Regions from separate parts of the Mus musculus genome. Here regions 2, 3 and 4 are each linked to region 1. Evidence: chromatin contacts called from public Hi-C and promoter capture Hi-C data. All regions are on one chromosome and are shown on one strand. The core of a region is the stretch at or near the end of the contact, and the rest is flanking DNA. Distances in the headings are between cores, read along the strand shown. Region 1 has its middle 43 kb from the start of Gm26107. Region 2 overlaps Bank1 (B cell scaffold protein with ankyrin repeats 1). Region 3 holds the start of Bank1 (B cell scaffold protein with ankyrin repeats 1). Region 4 has its middle 30 kb from the start of Mir6380.

Region 1 (3,706 bases), core at 808-3,307:
TATGTGACAGTTGGAATGCCTAGATTCAAGTTTCCAGCCTCTCTAACACCTATAAAGAAACTGGTCTTTATTAGATCGTGCATTACGTAGCTTTCTGTGGCTTGCATTACATATTAGCACTTGGTCATCACTGTAGCCATCAACACACAACTGAGCTGTCTTATTTGTCAGTTTGCTGCTCTGTGAAATGGTCTGCCTTCGTATACTTCCTTCTAGGCTTGTTATGCAAACTGTACTCCTTAATGTTTTCAAGGTGCTGAGAATACTTCTGCCTATAGTAAATCCTATTTTTTAAAAAAAATGGCAATTAAATCACATAGTCCAATTAGGCTATTGTAGAATACTGTGAAAATATCATTTTTGTCACCATGGAGACAACTGGCTCAAATGATGACCAGGAAGTACCCAGTCTTCTTGCATTTTTCTTTCCTTGCTGGGAGCTTGTCTAGACATTTACGGTAATGTCCCCTTCATCACTGAAACACAAAAAATGGACTTTTCATTTTTATATTCCCTTTCCTTATCTCTTTTAAATTGCTTGGATTAATATGTATTAATTGGTTAATTAATGAATGTGCATCAATATGTCTATGGGTGTGGTTTCTCTCATGTCTTGACTGTGTGTATGTAACTTCTGTGAGAACATTGCTGAAATGTGATTTCTGATTAGTGAGCCTGCCCTTAGCCTTCATGTTCTGTTTCTGCAAGCTCTCGGGTTCTGGTTCCAAGTTACACTTTCAGTGGCAGTATTGTACTGAGATTATTATCACATAAAATAGTGTGCATATGTATGCATCTAGTATATATGCATGTATGCAAAGCACTATTGTAAAAAAATATGCTTTACTTCAGGCTCTAGACACATGAAATGTATCATACTGCATTTTCACTGAGAGAATTCTCTTCTGCCTTGACTGTTTCATATTCTGAGGAAACCAGAGTATATAACAATAGCATTTGAGGTACTTTGTTTTAAGTATTTATTTGGATGTGCGTGTTTGTGATGGGTACCACAGAAGACAACATTTGATCTTCTGGATTCTGAGTTATAGGAGGCTGAGAACAAACTCAAGTCCTCTGAAAGAGAAGCAATCACAATCAGCCATCGAGGCATCTCTTCAGTACCAAATCATCACATTTTAGATTCCCATCTATCTGCTCCCTTTGGATACACTCTTTTGAACATTGAGCAGAGAATTTAGAAGCCTCACCCGCACGTTCACATGCTCCATGGACATTTGAACATAAACTCTTCCGTGGATTGTGTCCTTGTAAGCGGAGCCTGTTTCCTGGACTCCACGGCATATGGTCACCCTGTGGGAGATGCTCCCGTGGGTGGGGAAAGTGGGGCTCTCTGACAGTCACACACAGTTTCCGCCAACCTGAGCTCGGGCCTCAGCAGGAGCTTCATGAACAGTAGCCCCCTTCCAGGTACGTTGCCAGAATTTCAGAGCTCTGCCCACACTGAATTATTAACAGTTCAAGAGGAAATGTTCACAGAGATGTTCTCTGTGGGAGAGTCCCAGTAACACTCTTTGTCCCCTCTCTGCCCGCTCCCAGGGTTCCACGAGAACACATCCACACTACTATGAGGTCAATGGACCTGTTAAACAGGACGGGTTTGTCAACTTTTAAAATAACAGGAGATTCTTAGATTCCTGGATGTTGATCACGTGAACCGCAGTTAACTTCTTCGAAGGAAAACTTTGCTTCATCCACAGAGAGTACTACAATCTTTAAAAGTTTATTTAAAATTCTTAAAAATATGAATACTACAAGAGTGTACTGTCCTTCCTTTTAGGAAATGTAGGCTCCAATTTCATACCTTCTATCCACTGGTCAAATACTGCAGCTTCTGACGCTGGTCCTTGTTTTGGTGGCTTTCTGATCTACTCACAGAAGCTGAGTGTGGGGAGAGTAGCATCAAGCACTGCCAGGCTGCTCCCTGTGAGCAGATGCCCCAGGCTAACAAGCAGCTACGTCCAGTAGGTGCCATCTGCTACACCTGGCAATGGCAGAAACTGTGGGTTGAAGTCTTTCTGCAACATCTTGGCTCACTGAACTTGCCTGGCAGGGTGCTGGAGCAGGTGGCTTGGCCACAGCTTGCTTTCCAGTATGTTGTGTTCTGGATTAGTCCTGGGGGAGAAAACTGATTCATAACTCCTCCTCTCTGCCTACTCGTTCTGGTTATCGTTGACACTTTAACATGTTTGGAATGTCATCCAAAGTGCAAGAGGTCACAGCCAACGAAGGCCAACAACCAATAAACCAAAATGTTTCCTGGAATTCTATCGCCCATCAGAATCAGGGACTTCTCCTTTTGTGGATCCTTTTCTTGGAACCCTTTTCTTGATCTCTGAATTTCTTTTCATTCCATTCAGTTTCTATCAGCAGCATCTTCCCCTCCAGGCCTGTTGCCCTACTGAGAGACCCATCAGAGAAATGGTTTCTCTGTTCATTGACCTTCTCATGTCCACTAATCTGGAGTTTGCATGTGGACAATGCTCCTAGTATGGAACAATATTTTAAAAATAGCCACATGCTAAACTATGGATTTCTGCTGTTCTTAGTTGTCCAGGAAACACCATGTATGGAAGCTCTTCTAAGAATCCTGGACTTTGGAGAGTCTATGAAAGTTGGACCTTTCTTTCTTTCTTTCTTTCTTTCTTTCTTTCTTTCTTTCTTTCTTTCTTTCTTTCTTTCTTCCTTCCTTCCTTCCTTCCTTCCTTCCTTCCTTCCTTCCTTCCCTCCTTCCCTCCCTCCCTCCCTCTCTCTCTCTCTTTCTTTCTTTCTTTCTTTCTTTCTTTCTTTCTTTCTTTCTTTCTTTCTTTCTTTCTTTTGTTTTTTCAAGACAGGGTTTCTCTGTGTAGCCCTGGCTGTCCTGGAGCTCTCTCTGTAGACCAGGCTGGCCTCAAACTCAGAAATCTGCCTGCCTTTGCCTCCCAAGTGCTGGGATTAAAGGCGTGCACCACCACTGCCCGGCTGGACATTTCTAAAAGGACCTCTAAATATTCTATAGTCCATTGTATCTTTTGACTCTGTGTTGAATATGCTAGAATACATTTTCTTTGGTATGCTTACTTTCATTATCTTGCTTTCTTCCTACATTTTCTATGTCATCTTTTTTCTACTTTCTCTATTTTTTCCCCAAATATTTAACCAATATTTTACCCAAATCTCATGCTTCTTCTCCTCTAAGTAAACATGAGAAGGTTTCACTTGGTTCAGAGCACGTTTACCATGCATCGAGTGGAGAAGCCTAAGATGGGGCTGTCAAAACCAACAGCAGGGTTGTTGCAGGCTTCAGTGAAAGTGGATCAGAGCTCTGGTTTTCTTAATGCTGATGACCATAAGGTTGCCCTTCCTAGGCTAGGTGTGACTGGACAAATGACCATCTCCATTGTGAACAGATGAGGGGCATACCACATGTAGCAAGGAGGCAGAAGTATGTCACTGGTTCCTTCAGAACTGTATGCTCCTGAGACAACAATGACAAGGGTTTTTGATGATGCTTGCTCCATCAGCCTGGATCATGATTGTAAGGAGCAAAGCCTCCTGGGAAGAAATGAACTTCAGTGAAATTTTGAAGTCATTTTATCATGGTATATATTTAGCCTGGGCTGATTGATACATCCTCAAACTTGGATTCCATGGAAGAAAAGGAAAGCCTCTGCAGGGCACTTTGATAATAGCAAATGAATTATTC
Region 2 (3,706 bases), core at 475-2,974, 950 kb before region 1:
TGACAAAATGTTACCTGTTCTTACTACACTGGGCTTCGTTGGGTACCTAGTCATTTTGTTTTTCCTTGTATATGGCTGTATAAATAGCCTGTTTAACCTAGAGTGAAAAATAAGGACAGAGAAGTTGTAACTTCCTTATGTGTCTTCCTTACAAGTTGTGTGGGTGCTGTGTACTCGGAGGCCACTTAATGAATTCCATTTGTATTTAGAATACTATTATTTGCTGGGTTTAGGTAAACATGTCTTTCTAGTTTAGTTCATGAAAGAATCATTTAATGAGAAGTAGAGGCCTTAGATCTGGCTAGAATTGTTGTGACCACTATGCTTTTCACCCATATCAAAGGGGCACCAAGTCCCCTATGAGGAGTACTTGTCTTGGAACTGATGAGGGAGCACCATGGCCTCTTTGAAGATGCATCCTGATCTCTGAGGCAATACTCTCATCCCTATGGGGAACACTCAACTCCTATGAGGGACTATGCTTGGATCCATGTAGTGAGTTTCTACACCCATTTGAGAGTGGGATAGCATGAGCTAGGGACCCCATTCATATCTATGTGAGGGAGCATCCAAGCTCTGTGAAGGAACACTCTGGCCAATGTGAGGGAGCACTCTCATTCCCGTGAGAAGTACTAAGGCCAATGCATAGGAATGCCCCAGTTCATGTAAAAGAAGGCACCTGACAACATGACATAACAAATGTGCTTATGTGAGGAGGCCTCCAGCCTATGTGAGGGAAGGCCATGGTCCCTTTGAGAGAGCACCCTCATCTATGTGCAGGAACACCTGGCCTTGGGGGAAGCACCTGGCTCATGGCTAAGACCCCATGCTCTTCTCATGTCAATTTGTCAGCAGTGGAATTCTCACTCTCAATGATGTGTTCATTCAGGGAAAGTAGTGATCTTTCTGATAAACTGATAAATGACCTGAGTGTCACAAGGATGAGGTAGAATCCTGACCCTCAGATCTCTGGTAACCTAAGCCAGAATTGGTTTGTTACCTTTACAATGAGGTAAGCAGTTTCATCATGTGACTTTTCTAATAGACTTTACTCTTGATAGGTAAGACTTCTGCTCCTTCAGCCTCGATCAAAGAAATTGTACAATTGTATAGAAACAAGCATTACTTCCAACCTCTGGATGTGGAACCTCATTGATGAGTTCACTCCTGGGACTGCCTTTTCTGTTCATGCCTACAGATAATGAGGGGGAATACTGCACACATGTCCGATGAGATATTAATCTTTGAAGGTGTATAGTTCCACCTAAATATTGTTAACTTGCTTTGGCATAGTGGGCATTTTCTTGCTATGGTTGAACATTTTCAAATTTTAGTAGTGTTCTACATATCGACTGTTCTTGCCTGTATCATCAGAAATCTACTCTCTAGGAAGCATCTTAAGAGGCTTCAGTGCTGAGAGGAAACATCTCAAGCTGGACACAGGGTTTCACTGCTATACTGTGCCTTTGACTTTGGTTCCGTAATTATGACTTCCTGGCAGAAAGTTGATTTCACAAGACAATCTGTGAGTTTTATACATCAAAGTGAAATTATCAACATACCAGAAGCTTTCACACTGTCCTCTCAAGGGCTTTTGGTTATGTATGCTCTCAGCTATTTGAGATGGTAGTGTTTCCCAAAATACCTGCATTGCCATGCAGTCTGCCACCAGAGTGCTGGAGTGCAGCCATGGCTGGCAGCGAGGCAGTTCCTGCTATGGGAAGGACTCTGCTGAGCCGAGCCTGTGTACAGGACTGATGTCAGTATCCATTATCCACACAGCTGCTACGGATCCTTCTATCATCCTCCATCCCCCCCTCCACCATTTCTTATTGGAATCCAGCTTGTGGCAAACTGATTACAGTAGAGTGACCACTGCAAGGATGAAGACAAGAAAAGCTTTAAGGACATGTGAAAGTGTTATCTTTGAGTAGGAAAGCAGTCCTGTAATATTCTAGAAAAATAGCACCAGATGGGCCCGGTTGGCATACAACTACCCGAAACAGCAAGAATTATTTTAAGAGAGAGAGAGAGAGAGAGAGAGAGAGAGAGAGAGAGAGAAGAAAGAAAGCAAATCACTGGGGCAGCCTGCTGCAAAGCAACAAGAAAAGGCAGTAGCTGTTTCCTCAACATGACTTAGTGTCTTATTCCAGTTCACACAGCCTAACAGAATGCCACAGGCTGGATAATTTATAAACAATGGATGATTACTGGGCACACAGTCCTGGGTGCTGCAAAGTTCCATGGGCACCAGCAATCTAACAAATGGGCAGCAGCCCATCTATGCTAGGCAGACACGGGGAGTCAGAATGAACTCACGCTTTTTGTAAAATACACACCTGCAGTGGTGGCACTGATCTGTGAGAACAGACTCAGCACCACCCAGACACTTCTTAAAGGGCCCACCTCCCAGTTCTGAAATAGTGATGAATAAACTTCAATTCCTCTTTTGGAGGGGATATTCGAACTTAGTAAAGCAAGGACAGATTTCTATATCATGCTTGCTTTTAAAGTTTGGCAGTTCAATCAACTAGCTTACCTTGAGAAACTTCTTAGCAACTTTTAGTATCCCTTAAAATCTGTAAGGTAGATTTTGCTTCTAGGATTAACTTGAATTTAGTACCTGCCAGATAATAAGTAAATAAATGGTCAAGTAGAAACAAATATTGACCTCTAACAAAAATTGTGAAGATAGTGAAGATAGGCACCGCTGAAAAAAGGAGTTGTAGCTTCAAGTCTTGTGCTTCAAGAGGAAGACTGAATAACCAAGAAAAACACAAGATGCACATATAGCCCAAATGGCAAGTTTTCAAAGTTTCCACATAATCTTGAACTCCTCAGAAAGTTCACATAGTTTTCTATTTTGTTTCCAGGTCCAGTTCAGACAGTGTTTTCTTGATGATGGATCAGCTACTCTGAAGGAGGTGAGTCATGGGAGACTCCCACACCAGAACTCTGCGGAGAAAGGACTACACATTGCCGACAGTGGCTTCATCCCAGAGTGGACCATGAGTAATCGCAAGAACGTGGTTTACCTTAAGAAATAACATCTGTCTCAAGAACTGGTTACTGGAAAAGTACTAATCTCAAAGTAGTAATTCTTCTACTCTCTGCAATTTCCAGACACTGAAGACCAACTGAAGCAGGGAGAATAAACCAGTGAGACAGGGACATTATGTTACCCAACTTAAAAAGGCTTGTCTGACACAACTTTGGAGGGTTGATTACTAAGAGGACAATTAAGCCAAAAAAAAAAAAAAAAAAAAAAAAAAAAGCACATCCATTCTCCTATTGGTTAATCTGTTTTCTAATATAGTGAAGATTATAGGTTAATTTGTTTTCTGGTATAGTGAAGATTATAGCTGATGAGGAAAAACAGACTTGCCAGCAGTATTGTCGTACTAAGAGAAAAATGTGACAAGGGGCCTTTGGAAGACAACAACAGACAACGTGCAAAAAGCGATCAGTTGGTTTCCTGGGAACTAAGCGAGCATTTTTCTTTTTTTCTTTTAAAAAATGTATTGAAGATTTCATATGTGACTACAATTTACATCATTAAATCCCATCTTCTCTCCTTCTAACTCTTCCCATGTCCCCCTCTCAAGTTCTTGACCTTTATTTTTTTAATTTAATTTAATTAATTGAATACTTATTAAATATTATAGTTACATCTCTCCCTCGCTTTCTCCAACTCTCTATACAATTT
Region 3 (3,706 bases), core at 502-3,001, 780 kb before region 1:
GAAGCAAGTGCTAATTACTGTATTGAGAAGGACCAAAGAGAGGACACGGAGGAGCAAGAATACTCAGCAAGACATGAATGTTTCCTCATCTTACCCATGTTGCTCAAAATAACCACTGTCTCTAGACACTAACACAAGGTTCATTGACACAAAAGGCATATTCCAACATGTTCTATTAAACTCAGCTGTTAAATAGAAATTACAAAAGAGGTCTCTTGTTCAAGGTCCAAAAGATGAGTTGTTTCTGCCTGTTTGCTTGCAAAGGCTACTTTGCCACAGATCCTGAGCTATGCAGTGGTGACAAAAGCCATGGTCCGGAATTTAAAATGGTACAGTTTTCCCACATCACTGGTACCAGAGGGTCTCAGGCCATCTTCCATTGTTATAGATACATTCCCCATTTTAATGGAAAAAAAACAACCGTTCACATTTATTAAAAGTGTATCTCAGACACTATTGCGTATGCCAGCAAGATTTTGCTGAACGGACCCTGATATAGCTGTCTCGTATGAGGCTATGCCAGTGCATGGCAAATACAGAAGTGGATGCTCACAGTCATCTATAGGATGGAACACAGGGCCCCCAATGGAGAAACTAGAGAATGCACCAAAGGAGCTGAAAGGGGTCTGCAACCCTATAGGTGGAACAACAATATGTACTAACCAGTACACCCCGGAGCTCATGTCTCTAGCTGCATATGTAGCAGAAGATGGCCTAGTCGGTCATCATTGGGAAGAGAGGCCCATTAGTATTGCAAACTTTATATGCCTCAGTACAGGGGAATGCCAGAGCCAAGAAATGGGAGTGGGTGGGTAGGGGAGCAGGGCAGGGGGAGGGTATAGGGAACTTTCGGGATAGAATTGGAAATGTAAATAAAGAAAATATCTAATAAAATAAGTGTATCAGACCCTAAAAACAACTAAAGCCAAAAGATCCTACCTAAAATAAAGTTAATAAAATACAATAAAAATAAAAATGTTATGAGAATTTTAATTCTGATTAGTAAATTAAAATAATTTCAGGCTACAATTTCTTGCTGTATAACTCACCAGGAACACCTCCTATAATCATGTTAATATTCTGGTGAAATCTCTTTACCAAAGCTAAGTTTTTAATGCTTATTCTGGAACTTCACATGCATTTAAAAATAAAACCAAAAGGAACTCAAACCAAGCACCTCAGCAGTCATTTGAAAATGTAAACTATCTGACATAGTCAACCAAGTTGACTCCGTTCCTTTTTCTCATTTAGGAGCTCATGGTTCCAGGGAGTTGGTTTTATACAGACTGATCCGGGGCAGGGGAATGGGCAAGGATGCTTCAAACGAGGCATTTTGCTCCATGTATATACATTTCAGATGAGATCTAGCATTAAAGCTGGGTGCAAAGTGATTTTCAAAAGTAGAGAAGCCCCCACCCCACCCCCAGGTTTAAAGACACCCAGGTCTTGGTAGCTCCCAGGGCAAACTGTCTACTGGTGGCCCTTAGTCTCAGAAGGACTCCAGGGTCATCATGTACCCTCCACCCAAAGCCCTGACAAACATGAGACCACCCACCTGGAGGTGCTAGGCCAACCTGGAACAGATCCTGGGTGCTACCCCTAGTGCCAGAAGCCACAGGAAGCATTGCGGGAGGTTGGAGCCTGGGAGCTGCAGTGGCCAGCCCTGCCTGCAACTTCCCCTGCAGACCTTTAGTTCCGATGGTCTGTGGCCCTGCAGCTTGCTTCCTACTCTGGGGATTGTGGCCCGAGGTTGCCGGAAATGCAGCCCAGGGGCTCAGGCCGCAAGGCTAGGGTTAGGCCTTGCTGGGGGAAGTGAAATTGCTCAGGCTTGCTTTTACTTAGTTTGAGAGAGCTGTCTTAGGTTCCCTTTCTCCCAGGCTATCTTTAAGCTCAGGTGACCTAGAGCTTATAGCTTTTCTTATTCTGTTCTGTATTTCTCTGCTATGCTAACCCTTCCTTCTGCAAGACAGAAAGTAGACTTTTATAAAAGGAACTACTTGACAGAGGCATAGATAGAGATACCGTGACAGAGATATAAAGGTATGAAATTTTAGTATTTCATCTTACCCAGGCTCCAGGCTAAGTCTGTGTGTTATAGAGTGATTTTCATTCCCACATGAGAAGTTTTTCCTAGATCTGCTCTAATTTTGAAATGGGCCAGGTCAGAGACATACACATACCCTATACCCTTCTCCTCAAACATGAATTATGGCTGTGTTCTTGCTTGTTTGAAAGAATAAGAAATACCCAAAGAGTTATCCCAGAGCCTAACAATGAGCAAATATCAAAAATCACTAGACTACAACCTAACCAAAGTTGGAGATCGTTTGACAATCAAATTCAAAGTGTGTGTGTTGGGGGAGGAGGACTGGAAAAAGGGATAACATTTGAAATGTAAATAAAGAAAATATTCAATAAAAAAAAGTGTGCAAGTAACACACAGTTGCCATGGACCACTTTTCCTTCTTCGAAAAGAACCAGAAAGTTCTACTCTAAGTGTTTTTGGAATACTGTAACTATCAAGTGTCACAGAAAGTCATTAACTTTCCACACATGCTAGATAAAATTCATAAAGCAAAATGTGAGGAAGCTTTGAAAAGCATTAGATATACATTTATCTTCTACATGGTACTTCTTATTTGATCATCTTGAGTAACTCTTCCAAATTTGGAACAATAAAGCCAGTATATGAAATGATACCCTGACGTGTGAGCGGCTGCTTATGAAGGACAGCTTACCCAGAAATGTCAGCAGAGTTTACAGGGACATGGGTGTCACTCCGGTCAATGTTTTCAGAAATGCAATACTTAGGAAAGATTAAGTCTTCATAGGGGAGAAAGAAAGGGTGTGGTGTATTAAAAGGAAATTTAGTGTATTTATATATATATATATATATTTTTTTTTAAATTAGGTATTTTCCTCATTTACATTTCCAATGCTATCCCAAAAGTCCCCCACACCGTCCCCCCCCCCACTTCCCTACCCACCCACTCCCATTTTTTGGCCCTGGCATTCCCCTGTACTGGGGCATATAAAGTTTGCAAGTCCAATGGGCCTCTCTTTCCAGTGATGGCCGACTAGGCCATCTTCTGCTACATATGCAGCTAGAGTCAAGAGCTCAGGAGTACTGGTTAGTTCATAATGTTGTTCCTCCTATAGGGTTGCAGATCCCTTTAGCTCCTTGGGTACATTCTCTAGCTCCTCCATTGGGGGCCCTGTGCTCCATCCAATAGCTGATTGTGAGCATCCACTTCTGTGTTTGCTAGGTAAGCAACGGCATTGGAAGGAGGGCATGGAGAGGCAAATGATATATGTAAGCCTGGGTGTGGGAATCTCATAAGAGAATCACCACAAACTTCTTTTTTTTTCTGTCATAATCCATAAATGTATTTATGTAGATTTTCTTTTTATTAGGTATTTTCTTCATTTACATTTCCAATGCTATACCAAAAGTCCCCCATACCCTCCCCCCACCCACTCCCCTACCCACCCACTCCCACTTCTTGGCCCTGGCGTTCCCCTGTACTGAGGCATATAAAGTTTGCAAGACCAATGGGCCTCTCTTTGCAGTGATGGCCGACTAGGCCATCTTCTGCTACATATGCAGCTAGAGTCACGAGCTCCGGGATACTGGTTAGTTCATAATGTTGTTCCACCTATAGGGTTGCAGATCCCTTCAGCTCCTTGGGTGCTTTCTCTAGCTCCT
Region 4 (3,706 bases), core at 458-2,957, 640 kb after region 1:
AACACCCTCACAGACACACCCAAGGGTGTGATTCTAAACCCAGTCAAGTTGACAAAGAAGCTGAACCATCACCACTGTGAAGATTTCACTCACAGGCAAGTGACTAAAAACTACAGAGCATGGGATTTGACCACCGGTCCTTCTGGTTCTAACTCGGTCCTCACTGGGCTCGGCTCGCTGCACTGCGCCTCACTTTCTAGTTTGACTTTGAGGACTCTGACCAAATGGACTATTCATAGTTTTACATGAAGCTTTTCAAGAATGAAACAAAAATCCCTGAAGGTGAAGCAGCTCCTGTCAAAACAGCAAAAGAAAGCCTGAAGGAAAAAAAAACATGTATTAATGCCCCATAGGACATTAATGGCTCTCTGTCCGACTTCGGAGTCATGGCACCTTCATGAGGTGCTTTGGTCTGTGAAGTGCCTACAGTTTGATTTCTTGGTTTATGCTTTTAGTGCACGGACTTCATTTACTTATCTGGGATGTGGGCTTAAGCTGAAGAAGTCTGGGATGCAGGCAGTGGGCCCATCGCCGTTCTGAAAGCATCATTGAATTCTGACTCACCATTTATAGACACTGCCCTGGGCACTGTGTCACTCCCCTCACACCCCATGTCCCGGGTCACTATACCCCTTTTTGGTGCCTGCAATGTGATGACGAGCCATGTCATCAGATAAACTGCTCTCTTCTCTTCATTTACTTGATGTAAATACAGCCGGTGGATGTCACACCAATCAAACAACGCCCGCCCTTCGGCTAGCCAGTGCTTTTCTGCTACTTTGTTGTAAGCACATTGGACCCTCTGAGTCAGGCAAGATACATTGTAGACAACTGCTGGTTAACTCACATCTGAGTGGTTAAATTTAGACTTTATTCTACTGTCCTGAAAAGGGCTAGTTCCCCTTGGAATGTGGGTTTTGTTCCATTCTTGCCAAGTTTCCTGTAAAACTTTTTTTTTTGTTTTGGTTTTGATTTGTTGTTGTTGATGATGGGATGTTTTTGTTTGTTTGTTTGTTTGGGGGGTGTGTTTTTTGTTTTGGTTGGTTGGTTTTGGTTTTTCGAGACAGGGTTTTTCCTTATAGCCCTGGCTGTCCTGGAACTCACTCTGTAGACCAGGCTGACCTAGAACTCAGAAATTGGCCTGCCTCTGCCTCCCAAGAGAGAGGCAAGCCGCACAGGTAGCAGATCCCAGACTGTGGTTCTGGGACTGGCCAATGGAGGGCTCCACGGGCCAATTGCAAGCTGTCTGACTGAAGGCTCTGATCTCTCTCAATGTCTCTGCTAAACTGAGCATTTTTAACAACTTCGTACAGTCGCTGTGAAGCATACAGCGCATATTAGTATTTCACATGTGTTCCTTTCCTTCTCTTCTACCCCAGCCCCAACCCCCAAAATTAACGTTGCCAATTAAATTTGCCAAATAAGGCAAAGGCTACTGAGGTCGATTGCAGCTGCAAGATTAAGTCTCTCTGTCCCACCCAAGTGCTTAAGAAGTGTCCGGCACAATCCAAACTCCAAAGGATGTTAAATGCTGTTCCCCTGCCACCCACTCTAGCCGCCAGGGCCCCAATGCACATTAAAATAAGATTAGGGCAATGATTTAAGCTGAAAATTGGGCTGCCAGAGAAAGCACCGGCCTCACTCCTGGGGGATTAACTATACCTATGGGTACAGAGGCAGGCGCCTCCGGCTAGCTGACGTCAGCGCCCCCGGGTTGTTTTTGCCCCCCGCAGTGTGGGAAGGAATGGGAGTGGGGAGGATGCCGGAGTGCAGTGCCTCGCCAGCGCTAACATAGCCCACTGGCGCCCTCTCGTGGTACTCAGTCGAGTTGTTTCCTTTAAGAAAACAAAGCCAGGAGCCTCCGAATAGATAACTAATGGGACTTCCATACTTGTCCTCCTTCTCTTCCCAGGGTATGGAGAGTTTCCCAGCACGGTCACGGTCACAGAAAGCTGCTGATGAGAGAGTACTGGTACTGCTTTGTGGCAGACCTGAACAAACATCCAGTTTAGGAAGTGATAAGGACTTCAATATTTGGAGAGAGTTCTGGAATGTTCTTAGCAGTCTTCACAAAGAAAGCAGACTGCAGCAGAGGAGAGAGATTTAGACTGCCCTCCGTGAGCCAGCTTCTCATGGCGACAGCCTGGCTGACACTGCAAATGAGGCCCTGTGTTAGATCCACTCCACAGACTTAAGACAAGGCGTGGACCAGAGTCTCCAACAGCCTTGCTCAACAACAAAACAACAAACAGGAGGCAGTTACAGCTCCCGCCTTTCTACTTCCTGTGTCTATTTCACGAATCATGCCGAAAATAAGCAGTTAAGCTCTATCGTGCTGAGGAATAAATAATAAATGATTCTGACTCGACAGCAGGCAGATCTGGAGAGGAGAAATATTTTGTACACGCTGCCTTACTTCAGCAGGTGAGAGGAAGAAGACGCGTTCTGCAGACCTCCACCTGCCAATGAAGCACTGTGGTTCACAGGAGACAACATTCACTCACATCCCAACACAACCAGAAACATACACACACGTGTACACACACACATACATAGACACACAGTCATACACATCACACACACAGACACACACAGACACACACAAACATATACACACACATACACACATGCATAAACACACAGTTACACATACACACACAAACATATACACACACATACAAACATGCATAAACACACAGTTACACACATACACACAAACATATACACACACATACACACATGCATAAACACACAGTTACACATACACACACACCAGAAATGTAACTTGGTAATGTTTGATTAAGGAAACAGGAAGCCATTAGCTATCTCTGAACTCTGAGCTCCTGTTACAAACCACCACATCAACAAACTGAACGAGTATTTATTTGTTCACTTATTTATTTTGAAACATATTGGTTCCCTGAAGCCCAGTCTGGCCTTGAACTCCTGGTTGTCCTGCATCTGCCTTCTGAGTTCTGTGCATTCATACCTAAGCCACCACACATAACAGGTGTATATGTTTTGTCACAGAAAGCAGGGAGTTCAGTCCATCATCAACAGCCCCATCCTTCAACCAGTTATAGGCAGCCTCCTGCACTGGTTTGCCTTCTGTTGATATGATAAAACATCAAGCAAAAAAAACAAGTGGGGAAGGAAAGTTTTACCTTACCACTTATAGCTCACCATGAAGGAAACTCAGGGTAGAAACTAAGGACGACCCACGAAGACAAAGGGAGCAGAAGAGCAATCGGGGCCTGGATGGCTGTGAACTTCTGGGACTTAGCTTCAGAGAGATAGCTCATCGTATTGCTACAGGGGTGAATTATATAAGAGTTCTGAGGGTTGCCTACAGGAAGAGCTGATTGGTCACAAAACAGCACCGAATTATCATCTGGACAAGAAGAAGAGCCAAGACTCGTGTACTGAATCACAAATCACCTGCAGGAGACTCTCGGCAAGGTCGTCTCAGAATAAGACATCTGAGCTGAGAGATGCTCTCCCATTAAGGCTGGGCAGAAAAGAGGAAATCCCACTGAGAAAGGGTGTCCTCCATGTGCTGACCTTGGAGAGCTCTCTGGACATGATGGACTGAGACCTTAATAAAAGGGTCCTCCAGCAATAGTCCAACACCTCAGTTTCATGTTTCTAATCTCCCAAGACTAAAGGAGATGATTACTGGAGGGGGATAGTAGGGAGGGTGGTATTT

The links. Promoter capture Hi-C pulls out the DNA fragments that hold promoters and counts their contacts. Hi-C and Micro-C count contacts between places; a contact is called where the count stands out from the background.
Region 2: a Hi-C map of cerebellum shows a contact between it and region 1, with 3 times the contacts expected there. The contact joins two enhancer-like sites. A contact is called at or near these places in 4 of 484 Hi-C or Micro-C datasets (brain, cerebellar granule neurons and cerebellum).
Region 3: a contact with region 1 is called in a promoter capture Hi-C map of hippocampal neurons, with 2.6 times the contacts expected there. The contact joins the promoter of Bank1 here to the enhancer-like site in region 1. A contact is called at or near these places in 6 of 39 promoter capture datasets (embryonic stem cells, hippocampal neurons, liver and 2 more) and 1 of 9 other capture datasets (adipose tissue).
Region 4: a Hi-C map of cerebellum shows a contact between it and region 1, with 5 times the contacts expected there. The contact joins two enhancer-like sites. A contact is called at or near these places in 3 of 484 Hi-C or Micro-C datasets (cerebellar granule neurons, cerebellum and ventral hippocampal neurons) and 1 of 9 other capture datasets (embryonic stem cells).

The regions. Positions count from the first base shown.
Region 1 is chr3:137,108,639-137,112,344 of GRCm38.p6, forward strand. No RefSeq gene overlaps it. Among named protein-coding and RNA genes, the nearest start is that of Gm26107, 43 kb to the left of the region's middle. Within about 2 kb of position 2,058, at least 10 of the 459 cell types and tissues checked have an H3K27ac peak or open chromatin away from gene starts, as enhancers often do. A contact at or near this core is called in cerebellar granule neurons, cerebellum and hippocampal neurons, where this site is marked.
Region 2 is chr3:136,163,922-136,167,627 of GRCm38.p6, forward strand. All of the region lies in intron 7 of Bank1 (B cell scaffold protein with ankyrin repeats 1), which reads right to left. Among named protein-coding and RNA genes, the nearest start is that of Bank1, 160 kb to the right of the region's middle. Within about 2 kb of position 1,725, at least 45 of the 459 cell types and tissues checked have an H3K27ac peak or open chromatin away from gene starts, as enhancers often do. A contact at or near this core is called in cerebellar granule neurons and cerebellum, where this site is marked.
Region 3 is chr3:136,324,315-136,328,020 of GRCm38.p6, forward strand. Bank1 (B cell scaffold protein with ankyrin repeats 1) reads right to left here and starts at 1,752. Exons shown (of 17, transcript NM_001033350.3): 1 at 1,556-1,752. The coding sequence starts at 1,625.
Region 4 is chr3:137,751,309-137,755,014 of GRCm38.p6, forward strand. No RefSeq gene overlaps it. Among named protein-coding and RNA genes, the nearest start is that of Mir6380, 30 kb to the right of the region's middle. Within about 2 kb of position 1,708, at least 96 of the 459 cell types and tissues checked have an H3K27ac peak or open chromatin away from gene starts, as enhancers often do. A contact at or near this core is called in cerebellum, where this site is marked.